2 separate regions of the Anser cygnoides genome follow, and region 2 is linked to region 1. The links are chromatin contacts, called in public Hi-C maps. All regions are on one chromosome and are shown on one strand. Each heading gives the region's core, a stretch centred on a gene start, on an enhancer-like site or on the middle of the called end of the contact. The rest is flanking DNA. Distances are from core to core; before and after follow the strand shown. Region 1 holds the start of CAMK1D (calcium/calmodulin dependent protein kinase ID). Region 2 overlaps CAMK1D (calcium/calmodulin dependent protein kinase ID).

What was found. A called contact is a pair of places that touch in the nucleus more often than the background predicts.
Region 2: a Hi-C map of liver shows a contact between it and region 1, with 1.8 times the contacts expected there. The contact joins the enhancer-like site here to the promoter of CAMK1D in region 1. A contact is called at or near these places in 2 of 7 Hi-C or Micro-C datasets (both in liver).

The regions. Positions count from the first base shown.
Region 1 is chr1:6,857,371-6,864,316 of Taihu_goose_T2T_genome, forward strand. It overlaps CAMK1D (calcium/calmodulin dependent protein kinase ID), which reads left to right and starts at 2,905. Exons shown (of 11, transcript XM_048062699.2): 1 at 2,905-3,280. The coding sequence starts at 3,189.
Region 2 is chr1:6,935,860-6,942,805 of Taihu_goose_T2T_genome, forward strand. All of the region lies in intron 1 of CAMK1D (calcium/calmodulin dependent protein kinase ID), which reads left to right. Among named protein-coding and RNA genes, the nearest start is that of CAMK1D, 79 kb to the left of the region's middle. Within about 2 kb of position 4,477, at least 2 of the 3 cell types and tissues checked have open chromatin away from gene starts, as enhancers often do. A contact at or near this core is called in liver, where this site is marked.

The sequences.
Region 1 (6,946 bases), core at 1,655-4,154:
TTCTCGCAGAAAAGTGCTGATTTGTAATTGAAATGGAGAATTATATAGAATAACTCAGAAACAATGTTGGGGAAGAGATGTAATAGTGTAGCACTTAAACAGAAGAAAACCAGGTTGTAAGTGCAAGAGCTTGGAAAGTGAATGTGGCTCAATTTACACTCATTATAACGTAGCTTGCACAGTGCCATATTAGGGGCCAACAGCAAACGTGGCCCTACGCAGCCATCCCGCCTGTATGCAACCCCAATACTGTCGGGTTTGGAGCATTTATTTGAAATACATTTCAAAAGTATTTGGAAGGACCGAAGAGTTAAGGAGCATGCCCAGGCAATGAGAGGTTGCCCCCAAGCAGCCACAAAAGGGGACGGGACTGATGTCTCCTCGGCAATCGTGATTTTTGCATTTCTGTGTGCTTCATGTTGCCACTATATTAATGTTTTGTAATCTGGTTGTAAGTAATCAAATACTGGATACAGCCATCCGGAGCCACTTCACTGCCACACGCCCTGCTACAGAGAGAAGTTTTCTTAAACGATTTTTTTTTTTTTTTTTTTTTTTTTTTAAATACCTGTTCTTCAAATAACTCAGTGCTCCACAATGGCTCTGCAGAAGACTGTCAATCAAGCAAAATTACAGCCTGACGTGACAGACAGTAATGACTCTAAAGGGGCCGTTACCATCTATTGTGCCAGGGGGCCCTTCCTAATAGGAGTGTCTCCTCCGCTTCTCATTAAAAGTGCAATGGCTCCCGAGATTTTATACATTACTGGTTATTTCAAATACAAGTTATCACGCACACACACACAAAAAAGCATATTTATGGGATGTTAAAAGCGCGGGCTAAATTGGGAAAAGAAAACTTAGATTTACAGGCTGGCATTATGCTTAGAAATTGCAGCACGGGCAAGGATTTGGGTAATTTTAGGTAAAATTTTTGTGTGCTGAAAGTTAGAATGGCAAAGCGGGCGATGCTGCCTGGGCAGTGAGATTATAGCATGATGCTGTACGGGCAAACACGACTTCAGAAATAATGGCAGTGAGTGGTTTGGCTATGCCACGGCTCCAGGATAAATTATGGCACCAGCCTCATGGACTGATGAAACCCTTCGGCCTCTGTCAGGCTGGAGGTCAGGGCAGATGATCGCTTTTGCCCCTTTTGGCCTCAGATTGTCTCAATTTTCTCCCAAGGACAGCAGGTTACTTTTGGCAGCCCCGTTCAGCAACCCCAAAAATCTCAACATGGCATTTCTGACCCCAAGTGATTTATTATCTTGTGAAAAAGGGAGAAAATACAACATTGGTGTGGGTTGGAGGGAAAATTATTCGGTGTCGGCTGCATCTTTTTGGGTCTGTCCCACCCCCATCACTTCTCAGGCGGGGGCCACCAGCTTGGGGATCCCTGGGGACACGGACACGGGGAAGGAAGGCTGATGGGACGAAGGGGATCCCCATGGGGAGCAGGAGGATGTGGGTAAGCCAGCAGCAGAAGGAAAGGTTTGGCTGCTCCAAGAACATACTGGGACAACACACAAGCACCCATCGCAGGGAATCCCAAGCGATTTGGGCCACCCATGGGGCGGGATGGCCACCAAAGCATTGCATTAGAGAGGGCACTAATTAATGCAGGAGCTGGCACACGCTCAGCCGTGTGCCTGTGCCCAGCAGAGGGTAGCATTGCCCAAACACCCCGGCCTGCCTCGGTGTTTTCCCCAAATTTACACCTCCCCACCCGGCTGAGCTCCCCCAGGCTCCAAACCCGCGTGGAAGTGGGAGCCCCAGGGGAAAGCTCCCGTGCTCATAAATGATGAGCGGTCCGGAAAATCCCTTTCCAAAGTGGGATTTTAAGGACTCTGTGAAAGGACACGGCACATTTTAAGCAGTTAGGCGCGCATTCACATCTGTTTACGAGTCGATGCAATATTTAGTCGTGTCACGCCTCATTTTCAGCCGCCTCATTTGATGACCAAGGGTTTGAGCCGCCCCCAAAAACACCCGTGGGTCCGCACCTGCCTTTTTACTTCCCAACTTGGAGGAGAAATCCACTTTTTTTTTTTTTTTTTTTTTTTTTTGCGCTTTACCTATTTGCAAGACATTAACGGGAAACCTACCCACGGGTTTAGCGCGTATTTCTGCCGTGTCACCGGGGGCGCATCCTGCCCCTCGCTCCCGCTGCGGGGTGGGCAAGGGGCTGGGGGCCACTTTTGGCCCCCACGGGGCGGCTGCGCTCACGGTGGGCACCGCAAACCCCGCGCAAAACCCGCGCATCCCCCGCGCAATCCCCGCGCAATCCCCGCGCATCCCCCGCGCAGCTCCGGACCACCCCGCCCGGCCGCCTGCGGTGTGGCTTTTAATTTTTATTTTTTTTTTCCCCCGCTTTCCCTTTTTTTTTTTTTTTTTTTTTATCTCTTTGCTTTCCCTCCCCTCCCGTTTGACGTGCGCGGTTTTGGTGCAATGCGAATTATCTCCAGTCATTCAGTCAGGAGGGGCAGCGCCAGGCAGCAGAGCAGCGGCGGGGCTGCCTCCTCCTCCTCCTCCTCCTCCTCTTCTTCCTCCCCCTCTTCTTCTTCTTCCTCCTCCTCCTCCTCCTCCCATTGCCATAACAACCGCGCACAGCCGCACCGCGCCCGGGAGGCTCGGAGCATCCAACGGGGCCCCCGCACGCCCTGCTTGGGGACAGCGGGGGGGTAGGGGGGGGGGGGGGGGAATCAGTGACCTCCCTCAAAAAAAGAAAAAAAAAAGAAAAAAAAAAAAAAAAGGGACTTTTCCTCCCGGAGTGGGGGGACCAAAGTGTCCCTGAGGGTGCTGAAGGAGGCGGGGGGGGACACGGGGCAGCCCCGGGGGTGGCACGGGGAGGGGCGAGGGGGGAGGGGGGGAGGACGAGGGGAAAGGGGGGGGGGGGGGGCAGAGAAAGTTGGGAGGAAATAGCCCAGGAAAAGTGGCACTCGTGGAGCCCGCCGGAGCGCGGAGGAAATAAAAGCGGCGGCGGGCAGGAAGTGTGAGGAGGAGGAGGAGGAGGAAGGGGAGAAGGAGGAGGAGAAGAAGGAGGAGGAGGAGGAGGAGGAGGAGGAGGAAGAGCCGGCAGAGGCAGCAGCAGCAGCCGCTGCTTTCTCAGAAGAGAAAGCAAAAGCCGCAGGCGGCTCGGTGCCGCCCGGCATCCGCGGGGCTGCGCGGGGCTGCGCGGAGCGGCCATGGCCCGGGAGAACGGGGACGGCGGCGGCTCCTGGAAGAAGCAGGCGGAGGACATCAAGAAGATCTTCGAGTTCAAGGAGACGCTGGGGACGTAGGTGGCGGGGAGCGGAGCGGGCCGGGAGGCGCCGTCCCTGCGCTGCGCGGGATTTGCGCGGGGGGGATTTGCGCGGGGGCTGCCGCCGGGGTCGCTCCGAGCATCCCGCCCGGCACCGAGCCGGGGAGGTTTGGGAATCCCGGGACAAACGGCACCGGGGGGGGGGGTTGGTAGGAGGTGAGGGATGAGGGTGGCTGCGGGGCAGGCGGCTGGGCTACCCCCCCCCAAAAAAAAAATTAAATAATAAAAAAAAAAGAACAACAAAAAGAGAAAAGAAAGAAAAAAAAAAGAAAAAGAGAAGAATAAGAGAAAAGAAAAAGAGAAAAGAAAAAGAAAAAAGAAAAAAGAAAGAAAAAAATAAGAAAAAAGAAAAATAAGAAAAAAAGAAAAGGGAAAAAGATAAAAAGAAAAAGGAAAAAGAAAAAAGAAAGGAAAAAAAGAAAAAATAAAGAAAAAAATAAAGAAAAAAAAGACCCCCCCCCACCCCCCGGTTTAAAATGTTAATAGGATAGGGAGATGGGGAAAGGCTTTTTCTTGACGGTGCCACTGTAAATAAATGCGGTCTGACTTGCATGCTGTCCCCTAAAGCTGATGGCTGCATCCATTCGTGGACGGACAAGCAGAAATAATCGGAGTGGATTGGATGTGCTTTAGCTACGATGCTTAACTGTTGTTGGGCTTTATTTCTGTTATTTATAGTGGCGGGGCATAAAGATTAGTAAAACGTTGGAGTTTTTTTTTTTTTTCTTTTTTTTTTTTCGGAAGGCTCAGAATAAACATGCGCAGATGGTGGAAGGGAGCAGGGTGCAGGCTGATGCTTTTTTGGCTGAGCGGGGAGTTTTATTTCTGTTGAGAGAAATTTTCGCTCGTCGGATGTTGTAGAGGCAGAGAGCCGCGGTTGCTGGGGAAGGGCAGGGTGCGGGCTGCCGTGTGGGTGGGCGAGGACGTGAACGCTGGGTTGTATGGGACGGGTGCTTTATCGCCATGTCCCCCCCGGTGTAAATTCAACTTCGAGCACGTCTCTAAGTAAAGCATCGCCGAGCCCAAGCAGCGCGTTTTGTGCTCCGCGTGCCACTTCCAAAACACGGCTGAACAAGTTTCGGCCGTAATATTTCAGTTTCTTTCTGCTTCCAAGGGAGGGCTCTCTACAAACAGAGTATTTCTGCTTCTGCTGATTTCCTGCACACCAAGTGCGAGTGAGAAGCGGGCTGGGTGCTTCATCTGGAGGGGGGGGGTCACGCACCCGTGTGGGGGTGAGCACGGTGTGGAAACACCGCCCGGCTGGTGACATTCGTGCCTGCCCAGGGCTCTGAAGATGCAGGGTGAGGTGTCCCTGAGAGACGTGTCCCTGCCTGTCACCTTCAGCACCTTCCTGAGCTCAAGGGTGTAGGAGAGGCAAGTCCTAACGCCAGGAGACTTGTGGGAGCAGCAGGACAGCTTGCTGTGGTTCCCATCACACAGCCCCGTGTTATCTTCCCACTTGTGGTGTATGAAGCATCTGTGAGGGTTAACTTGCACCATTAGAGAGGTCCAGACAGAATTAATGCTGTGGACTTGGTGGGTATCCCACTGGAGTTGACAGGATCAGGTGTAGGTCCCAAGGTAGGTGGAGCTGGGCAGAGTTCATCGCTGCGCACATTGGGATGGCTGCTGCAAATGAAATCCACTCACCATGACCATTTAGTGCCTCGCACTCTTAAACATCATCGTAGCCAGGCCTTCGTGATGAGAGGGCAAGCTGTAAGGCTTTAAAACTTGACCTAACAGTCAGCATAGAAACTTTCAGAAAATTAAAATAACTGCATCACAGCCCTGTACCTGTCTAAAGGAGGCAGATCTGTCCCTTTTCCCATTCACAGGGACATTATTTCTGGGTGTAGGTGCATTTACCAGCCTACACCTCAGTCGCCTTCTGGCTGTGTGTTCCTGAGTCACCGAGGGCAGACCAGGCAGATAAGGAGACATGGATGTGCGTTTCGGATCTGCTGTGAAACTTGTCAGAAATCGAGGCCATTACTGTGCAAATCATTAAAGGATTTCTTCAGCTCCCACTGAGGCCAGCGAAGGTCTGTTCACTGACCCCCGCAGCAGATACAGGGGAGCTCGAACCCTAGGACACATTCAGAGTTATCGATAGGAAAAAAAAAAAAAAAAAAAAGAGGAATTAAGCAAAAGTCTAAATACCTTTAGAGCATCTGGACCAAAAAGCTTTCTTCTAGCTTTATTTAGGAGCAGGGATAAAATCTGCTTTGATCCCTCCTGCAGTGTAATGCAGAACTGCGTTGGACATGCATCAGTCGATCTCATCAGTTAATAGATTTTTCTCTAGCATGGCTGGGGCTCGGAGTGAAAAACCTGGAGTCTTGGCTGAGGTGTGCTGGGTTAGGGTTGTGGCTGTGTTTTGCATTGCCCTGCCGCCTTCCCTCTCAGCACCTTTAGCAGAAAAGCAGCCCTTTTTCCTCGAGTCTCTGCAGCTGTCTTAACTCACTGTGATCAGCTACAGTAAAATAAGCCCCAAACCCCTAAATCAGGGAAAAAAAAAGTCAAAGAGAAACTTTAAAAACATGTTATGTCAAGTGCATGGATTTGTGAACGTTTAATCTGTGTGTGTACTCTATTAATGATTTGCTCTCTGAAAGGAATCTTTCATTTGAATAAAAGGGTTTTACTAGATCTCTAGCATGTGGAGAGATGAAATTGCTGGAATTATTAAAAAGATCGTAACTCAGTTAATCATGATACCATTTGTGCTTCAAGGAACCTCTGATGAGTACCCAGCTCTCTTCCAGAGCAGCATTACAGCAGGAATTAATTATTTACATGTCTCTGTAAGTCATGTCCAGCCATATTGATAATGAAATAAGCATCCTGAATTGGACATCACCTCCAGAAGCAGGAAAGTAGCCTTTTACACCCAAAGAAATGCTTCCTTCGGTGGCTGAGGTCCCTGCTGTTTGCTCTGCTCGGTGCTGGTGGCAGTAGGGTTTCCTAAAGGATTTCTCAGCGATGCATCTGGCTCAGGTGGTAGTGAACCCCGGGAATGGCTGCAGCCTCCCACAGGCACAATTCTTGTTTTATTTTCCCTCACAAAGAGAATTTTGCTTTTACGTCTCAGCTTCCCTGGTGACTGTGGAAGTGGGAAGAGGGATGGAGGAAAGGATTTAAGGCAGACATCAGGGAAGGGCAATACAAGCAGAGGTGGAAGGAAAAAGGGGAAGGAGGCAGAAAAATGAAGGGGGGTGGGGTGGGAAAGTTGAGAAACCGAAGATGTGAGACTCTTTTTGTTCTGTATTTGCACAGTCCCTATGCATATGTGATCTTAGGTTTGTGATTGCAATCTCTTGGGTATCAGGGTGTCAACAAATTATTTTGGTCATATTACTCACGAAAATATAACAAAAGAAACGTGGGTAATACACTGATAAAATGTGGTTCAGTTCCATGGTCCTTACATACGATTCCTCTTAGCCTCTGAACTTGGGCTTTCTGTTTTATGTTTGAGATTTGTGGCCATGGGAGCTGTGGTCCTGATTCATCCACGTGTAACTACGGCAGCACAGCAGTGATTCGTGCTCTGCATTAGCAGCTTCGGTGCAGGAAACTGGACCCAGTCACTCCTGAGAATATAAACTGAGGTTACAGATCCTGAAAAAGTAGCTAGGA
Region 2 (6,946 bases), core at 3,227-5,726, 80 kb after region 1:
ACACAGGAAGGGGATGAAAAAAAAAATAAGAAGCGGCTTCTCTGCTCTTGCCCAGCAAGGATCAGTGTGGGAACTTGAACTCAGCTCCCCGGCAGCTGACAAAAGTGAGAACTTTGCCCTGAACCTTTGATGCAGGGAAAAATCATTCGGTTTGCTTTTGTGTCCCGCTCTGGGGCAGGTTTAGGGGGCTGGCGAGATGTTGGCTGATCTCCCCAGTCCTGCCTACATGGAAGTATTTTTGATTAACGCTGGAGCTTCCCATCCTAAATATTTAATAAGCCTCCCGCTGACGCTAGAAACCAGAGCTTGGGCCTGAAATTGGCTTCACTGATCATAAGGTGACATCAATGCTTTTATGTGACAGCGAGCGTGTTTGCTCTGGCGTGGCGTGCCCAGGGCACACGCTCTCCAGCGAGCACACTGGCACGGCTTGCACACAAACAAAACCTGGAAGAACTCGAAGAGACGGAGTCAGCCAAGGCAATCGTTCGCGGTGCAAGCGGTGGCACGGCTGCAAGCTGCCTGCCAGCCGGGGATGCCACCAGCATGTGGGTCTGAGGAAGGCCCTTGTGTGTTTCACACCCAAAATAATTCCTGCACGTGACAATACAGGCAGGACACACAGAGGGGTAAAAGCTGCCTACAGGAATAATCCCAAGGAAGTCGAAATTTGGAGTAGTGACTCCAAATGGGTTCAGTTTCTTCCTTCAGCTCACACTGGTGTCAGTGTTTTGTTGCGAGGGCAGCTGGAATAGACACAGTGGCACGAAGAGAGATGTAAAATGGACTTGGCTTTTTCTGGGAATAAACCCAGGTGCTTTCTCCAAAGCAGGATGAAGAAGCACATTGTTCAGAGCTGTGTGCAGTGTGCTCCTGGTGCTGAAGGCCTCTAGTGTGTCCCATGCTATGTCTTCTGACACCTTACACTAGCAGGGATCAGAACAACCCAAGGGATTTCAAAGCGTAGAAAGGCCCATCTTGAAGGAATAAGCCAATATCTATGTAATGAGGGTTAGAAAGAAGCTTTTCCAGTGCTGGATACTTTGTCACAGCCCTGTGGTGATGCTCACACCTTTCTTTGGTGTGGACACAAAGCAGTGGCACAGCACTAGCTCAACAAATTCCACCTTCTTTATGGATCAAGAAGGTAGAGCAGAAATTATGTATCCCTGTATATCAGGGATCAGAAAATCTGTGAGGACCAAGAGGGAGAAGAGGAAGACCATCAGCTGATATAAAGCCAAACAAACCCATTAATGTCAATGGCATGCAGCTGGCACCAGCTGAGGCTGTGTTTTTACACGGCTTTTCTCTGGGGAGCTACAGCAGGTTGCTTGGCTGGTTGGGGGAAGGTAGGGGAGGGAATCAGGAGTCTCCCTATATTTTCTCTATCTTTCTATTTATTTATTTATTTATTTATTTATTTATTTATTTATTTATTTATTTATTTAATGCTACCATTAGTTACAAGCTAGGGGGTATTTAGCTAGACTGTCCTTTGGTTTGGCCCAGCATGGTGGCTCCTCTCTTCTTACCCACAGGCAGTGTTGACTGTGCCTGTATTTTCTACAGTAGATGGACAGAAGGGAAGACGCTATGACCTGCTTTGTTCCTCTTGCTCTGCTGGACTTAACTTCTTTTTTTGAGTGTGGGTGAGCAGTTAAGTGTTCCCCTTGCAGGGCAAGAGGACGCTGGGGGTGTTCTCCATTAACGCTTTGCAGTGTATGGGTGAGAGGGCAAGCCCCTGGCAGAATTACTCACCCTGCGTAGCATTTAGAGGGAAACTTGGAAAAACAGAGGCTTGAAACCTGTAGAGATTTTTTTTTTCTCGATGATTGTATTTGTGCTGTAAAATTGTTAGAAACGCAGGCTGGGATTTCCATAGCTGACAAGCGGTGATAGCTCAAGGGGCTCTGCTGCCAGAACAGAGGATGCACCCTGCAGCTTCTCCTTCCCCTTTTCCCCAGCTGGTGCTCTGGGCATCTGCCCTCTTCTCGTGTTTTATGTCACTTGGGATCAGCTGTATGAAAGCACAAGATAGCTTGAAAGCAGTAGCTTTGGCAATGCAGATCTTGGTATGAGCTGATTTTCTTCTCTTGCAAAACAAGTATTTTCTAGTTCGTATCTAGCTCAGGTATCTCTGCGGCTGATCTGCTGCTGATATACAAGAGGGACAGAATTTAACTCTTGTTTAGTTGGACTGACCATGCAAAAGAAATGGGGGTAAAAATCAACAAAATCCTAATTGTTATTTTTATATCTTGCTTGGAAGTGTTCTTGAGGATGCAAAGAATGAGTAGGTTCGTGGAATAAGAAGATGCTTTTACAGACACTTATTAAAGAGCTACACTTGAAACATTTTGTTTAGATTTTTAAATGTCAAGTCAGTTTTACTGGTTAATTGAGATTTAAATACTAAATAAGTTCCCAAACAAGCAGAGGCTGTGCAGTATCATGTCTGATATTAAAACTGCCACTCAGCTACCTCGGTCCCCTTCGATTTAAGCAGAAGAAAATCAAGCATGTGTAAAATTTGGAAGAGGTGCATTAAAGGGCTGTCTGCATTCCCTCATCCTCTCTCTTTGTTAAGTGCTTAATTATTTTTGTTGTCTCCTTACCTATTCATAAGTGGGAACTGCTCTGCCTCTGATGTGGGTGATTTCTCATTGCATTGTGCCTCCAAATTGACATTTATGAATTAAACAGCAGTGTGCTGTCCCAGGGAGAGCCCCATTGTGGTACAATTAGGAATGTAATTGCAGGGAGCCACCTGGGAGGCAGCTGGGACGAGGAAGGCATCGCAGATGCTACAGACGAGGACAACATAGGTAACACTGATGTGCAGTACATCGGGGTGGCAGAAAGCTCACCCAGACGATCCCAGAAGAATTGTGCTTGCCAGTTTGCTGTGGGGAGGAAGGATGGAAAAGGCATCAGAGAGCTGATGGCTCTGCTTTCGTTGAACTCAGCTGAGATTTTTCCCTTTGACTTTACCCGGAGCAACATATTGATTCTTCATGTAGAAACCTTAGATGCCTTATGCTAAGCACAGAGAAAACACCGGAGCGAGCAATTAATTAGTGTCCCCCTGCACGCTGAGACCTATCGCTTGGGCAGTCCTGGGAGAGGACTGGTCTGTGGGTCCCTGAAGAGCCACGCTGCTGCTGCATCCTCTCCCAGGCTGGATGCTCTCCCAGATAACATCAGGAGCACGTCTTTACTGTGTGGGTGACGGAGCAGTGGCACAGGCTGCCCAGAGAGGCTGTGGGGTCTCCTCCTTGGAGATCTCCAAAAGCCACCTGGATGTGGTGCTGGGCACCCTGCTCTGGGTGGTTCTGCTGGAGCAGGGGTGGGACCAGATGGACCCAGAGGTCCCTGCCCACCTCGGTCTATGGGGTAATGCTGCAGAGGGCTGAGCTTTCTGATTAAGTTAAGCCAAATGTAAGCTGACCTGAGTTATGTTTCCTTGGGCTTTTATCGCACATGTTGGCTTGTAGCCTCCTACAAAATTAACTTCCTGTTTGGCCCTAATGAGAACTGCACATGCAGAGGAAAGGGGATAACGTGTGTTCCCTCTCCCAACATTGTTCTATCTCCAAATTGCAAGTAATAGGAAAAAAACATGTCTTTCTTTACATGTATCCTCTTCGTCGTGACCTTCAGCCCCTGAACGTGCTGAGCATAGGATTGTTTTGTTCCTTTAGGCATATGAACAAAAATGTGCTGGGAATTTGGGGGTTGATTTTTCCCTTCCTGAACTGGAGTTAAGATGAACCAGACAACTCTGGAGGCATAAAGCTTCCTGCTGGTGACCACTCCAGGTCCGTCTTTTGTGCCATCAGCGCTCACCAGCCCTGCCCGAGGAAGGACAAACCTCCCGTGTGAAGCCACCCGGGTGTTTGCAGCTCCCCACCAGCATTGCCCGTGTACAGCTGGTGCCAGCCAATGCCCCTGGGTTTTGCAGCGTGAGCACATGCCTGGGTCAAATCCATCAAATTTGTTTCTCACTGAGTAAACATTGCCAACGGTCATATGCTGGGGGCTGCTGACCCTGGCTGAGCCTGAACACATAACCTCCTGGGGAAAGGGGCCTTGACAGTTTAGCGATTAACATGTTAAGGGCATGCTAACAGGGGACTTTTTTCCCAGGAACAAATACCCGGAAAAACCCACATTGCCTTAACCGCTCCTTGTTTGTTAGGCGCACTGGGGGCGAGGAAGGAGAGGTTTCCTTGGAGCTCGCTGAGGTCCTCACATTGCTGGGAAGGCAAAAACCCACTTGCATGATTTTATCTCCTTCCTTTTGTGCTTAACTAGATAAATGACACTCAGGACCGTTGGTTAGCCCAGGCTGTTGTGATTCTCTGGATGATGTGTGGATGGATGCCCCCAGTTCACTGGGATTGCATCTGATTTTGGAATTGGGATCGGTGGGGCTGTGCACAGCCTGGGTTTTACTGGAGCTGGTAGAGCGGACCTTAAGCTATATTGGGGAGAAATTAGGTACCGTCCTTTGTTTGTACGTGCCGTCGTGGGAGCAAGGGTCTGCTGTAGGCACAGGTGAAATACGGAGCAGCAGCCAGAGACTGTTCCTGGCCCCACCATTTACTCTGTGTGCACCAAGACTGGCAAGTGTGGCAATGCACCTGATGGAGCTTGTCCTGGGGCACAGGAGTGGGCCTCCAAAGGCAGCAGATACCTCCCTAAACCACCTTCCTGGTAACAGCAGGAGCAGCAAATATGTATTTTTCCGAGGGTCCCTGCTCCTCCTGGGGGCAGCAAAATTCAATCATCTGGCTTACACTGGCAAGGAGCTTGAAATTGACTCTGTTCTTACCCGACATGATTCAGCGTACCACAAATCAGTATAGCTCCATCAGCACGGTAACACGGGTAAGTACCAGCAAAGGACCTGGCCCACAGATAACTTAGAAATAATGCAGAAAGCCAGGGTTGAATAATTTCAGAATATAAATGTAGTCATGGTAGTAGTAATAATAATAATATTTTCCCTAGTGGGAGAAAAATAGACCTTTCATGGTTGTTGTGCCTGGAGCTATTAAATATGGATGAGACAGATGAAATGCTGCTTCTCCTATTACACAGAAATGAATAAACAGTAATTCTCAATCACTATATGCATCTCAAGCTTAAAAAACCCACAAAAACAAGTTAAATATGAACACCTGCTACTGTTCGTGTATAATAAATGCTACTCTGAAGCTTTTGTCAACAAAGTGAAAAGATTTGCTTCCTTATAAAGACTCTGATAGCAGCTCACCCAAGGTGTCTATACTAAAGTTAGGAAACTGGATTTGCTGTCAGGCATGGGGCCCCAGTAAATGAGTTTATTTAACTGTCCTACTCGGTGGCTTGACAATGTTGTTGGTTACTGTGGATTTAGTAATGTGTGGTGTAGAAAGCAAGAAGCACTTCTGAAATTCTAAATTTTCATGGTGAGATGGCAGACACTGCCAGCTTTTTTACTGGATTGCCTTTCAGGGGAAGAGCTAAGCTTCAGCCCTTTCCATGGATGTTGTGCATTTTGGGACAGCTGCCTGTGATATGGGAGGAAAGGAGAGCTAAAGCAATTTTTTTTTTCACCTAGGGTGAAAAAAGGCTGTGTCTGGGTCCTCTGTGATCCAGCAACATGTGAAGATGCTCTTCTAGTTAAATAGTGGGCGTTGGACTGGGGGGACCTGGGTTTGTCTGCTTTATGCGCTCTCTGCCCAAGTTCCCACATATTTCATATGAGTGACAGCACTGCCTAATCCTGTAGGGATGCTGTAAGGATAAATGCATGAGAAATTTTGAAGTTTGGGTCCCTTGTAACTGAAAGGATGCAAAGGAGAATTGCTGCATTCCATTTAAGATGTTATAACTAAGTCTTGGGATGTGACCTTTATTTTAATTAGTGGCATCTTCCCTCTAATCCTGCAAAGAAGAGACCGCTGCTATCTGCAGTGGCAGTAAAAGGTGCATCACACAGTTAGCCGGATGAGAGGCAGCCAGAGGTTACATTTATTTGAGAGAAATCAGTTCAAGAAGATAACAAAGGCTGTTTCCTCCACAGGTGTGTGATAAACTTTCAAAGCTGTGTTTTCCCTGGACACCTCATAATTCTCTGCTCTTCTAATTCCTCTCAAGTCATAGGCTGTATTTACTTCTAGGTATCCTGGCTGGGCTACTTGGATGAAAATGGTCTCACTGGAATTGGACAGTACTTTACACGCTACGGTACACATCCTTGCTCTTGCCATGGGTTAACCCTAAAGATGTCCCTCTTTGTGTCTGCGATGGGCTTGACTCCCCAGTGTTTCACATGCCCATTTGTTACTTGAGCTGCTGTCGGCTGCTGCTGGCTCTACCACATTAATAGACTGTAAGAACAGCTGTCCTGGGTCAGACCAAAAATGCAGCTCGTCCCATGCCCCATCCCTGCAGCCAATGCCAGATGTCTGGGATGGAAAGCATAGGTCAGCGTTTGACAATAATGTAATTATTATCATACTGTGAGCACTCCTCTAGCATTCAGAGAGATGTGCGCAGGCATTTTCGGAGACACAAATTGTGCACTTAGTAGTCTGGAATGGATTTTATTGCTCGTATTTTTCCAGTCCTTTTTTTTTTTTTTCAATCCCTGTTAACATCCACTGTGTCACACAGAAAGTTGCATGAAGTTTGCTTGGTGGTGGGTCCCTGCTACCTTCATTTGCCATCACCTCATCATTGCACTGGAAGGAACAGCGGCATTTGCCCTCCTCCTCCTCTCAGAGCTTAATTCTGTCCCTCTCAGTTGTCCATTCCTGAAGAGGCTGAAAAGACCCAGTTTATTCAGTAATTTCTCATAGTGGAGCTGTTTCATACCTTCAGTCTGTCTTCTGCCCTGATTCTTCCATGTCCTGCAGGCGATGAGGAGGATCACAACAGCACGCAGCATTCAGGG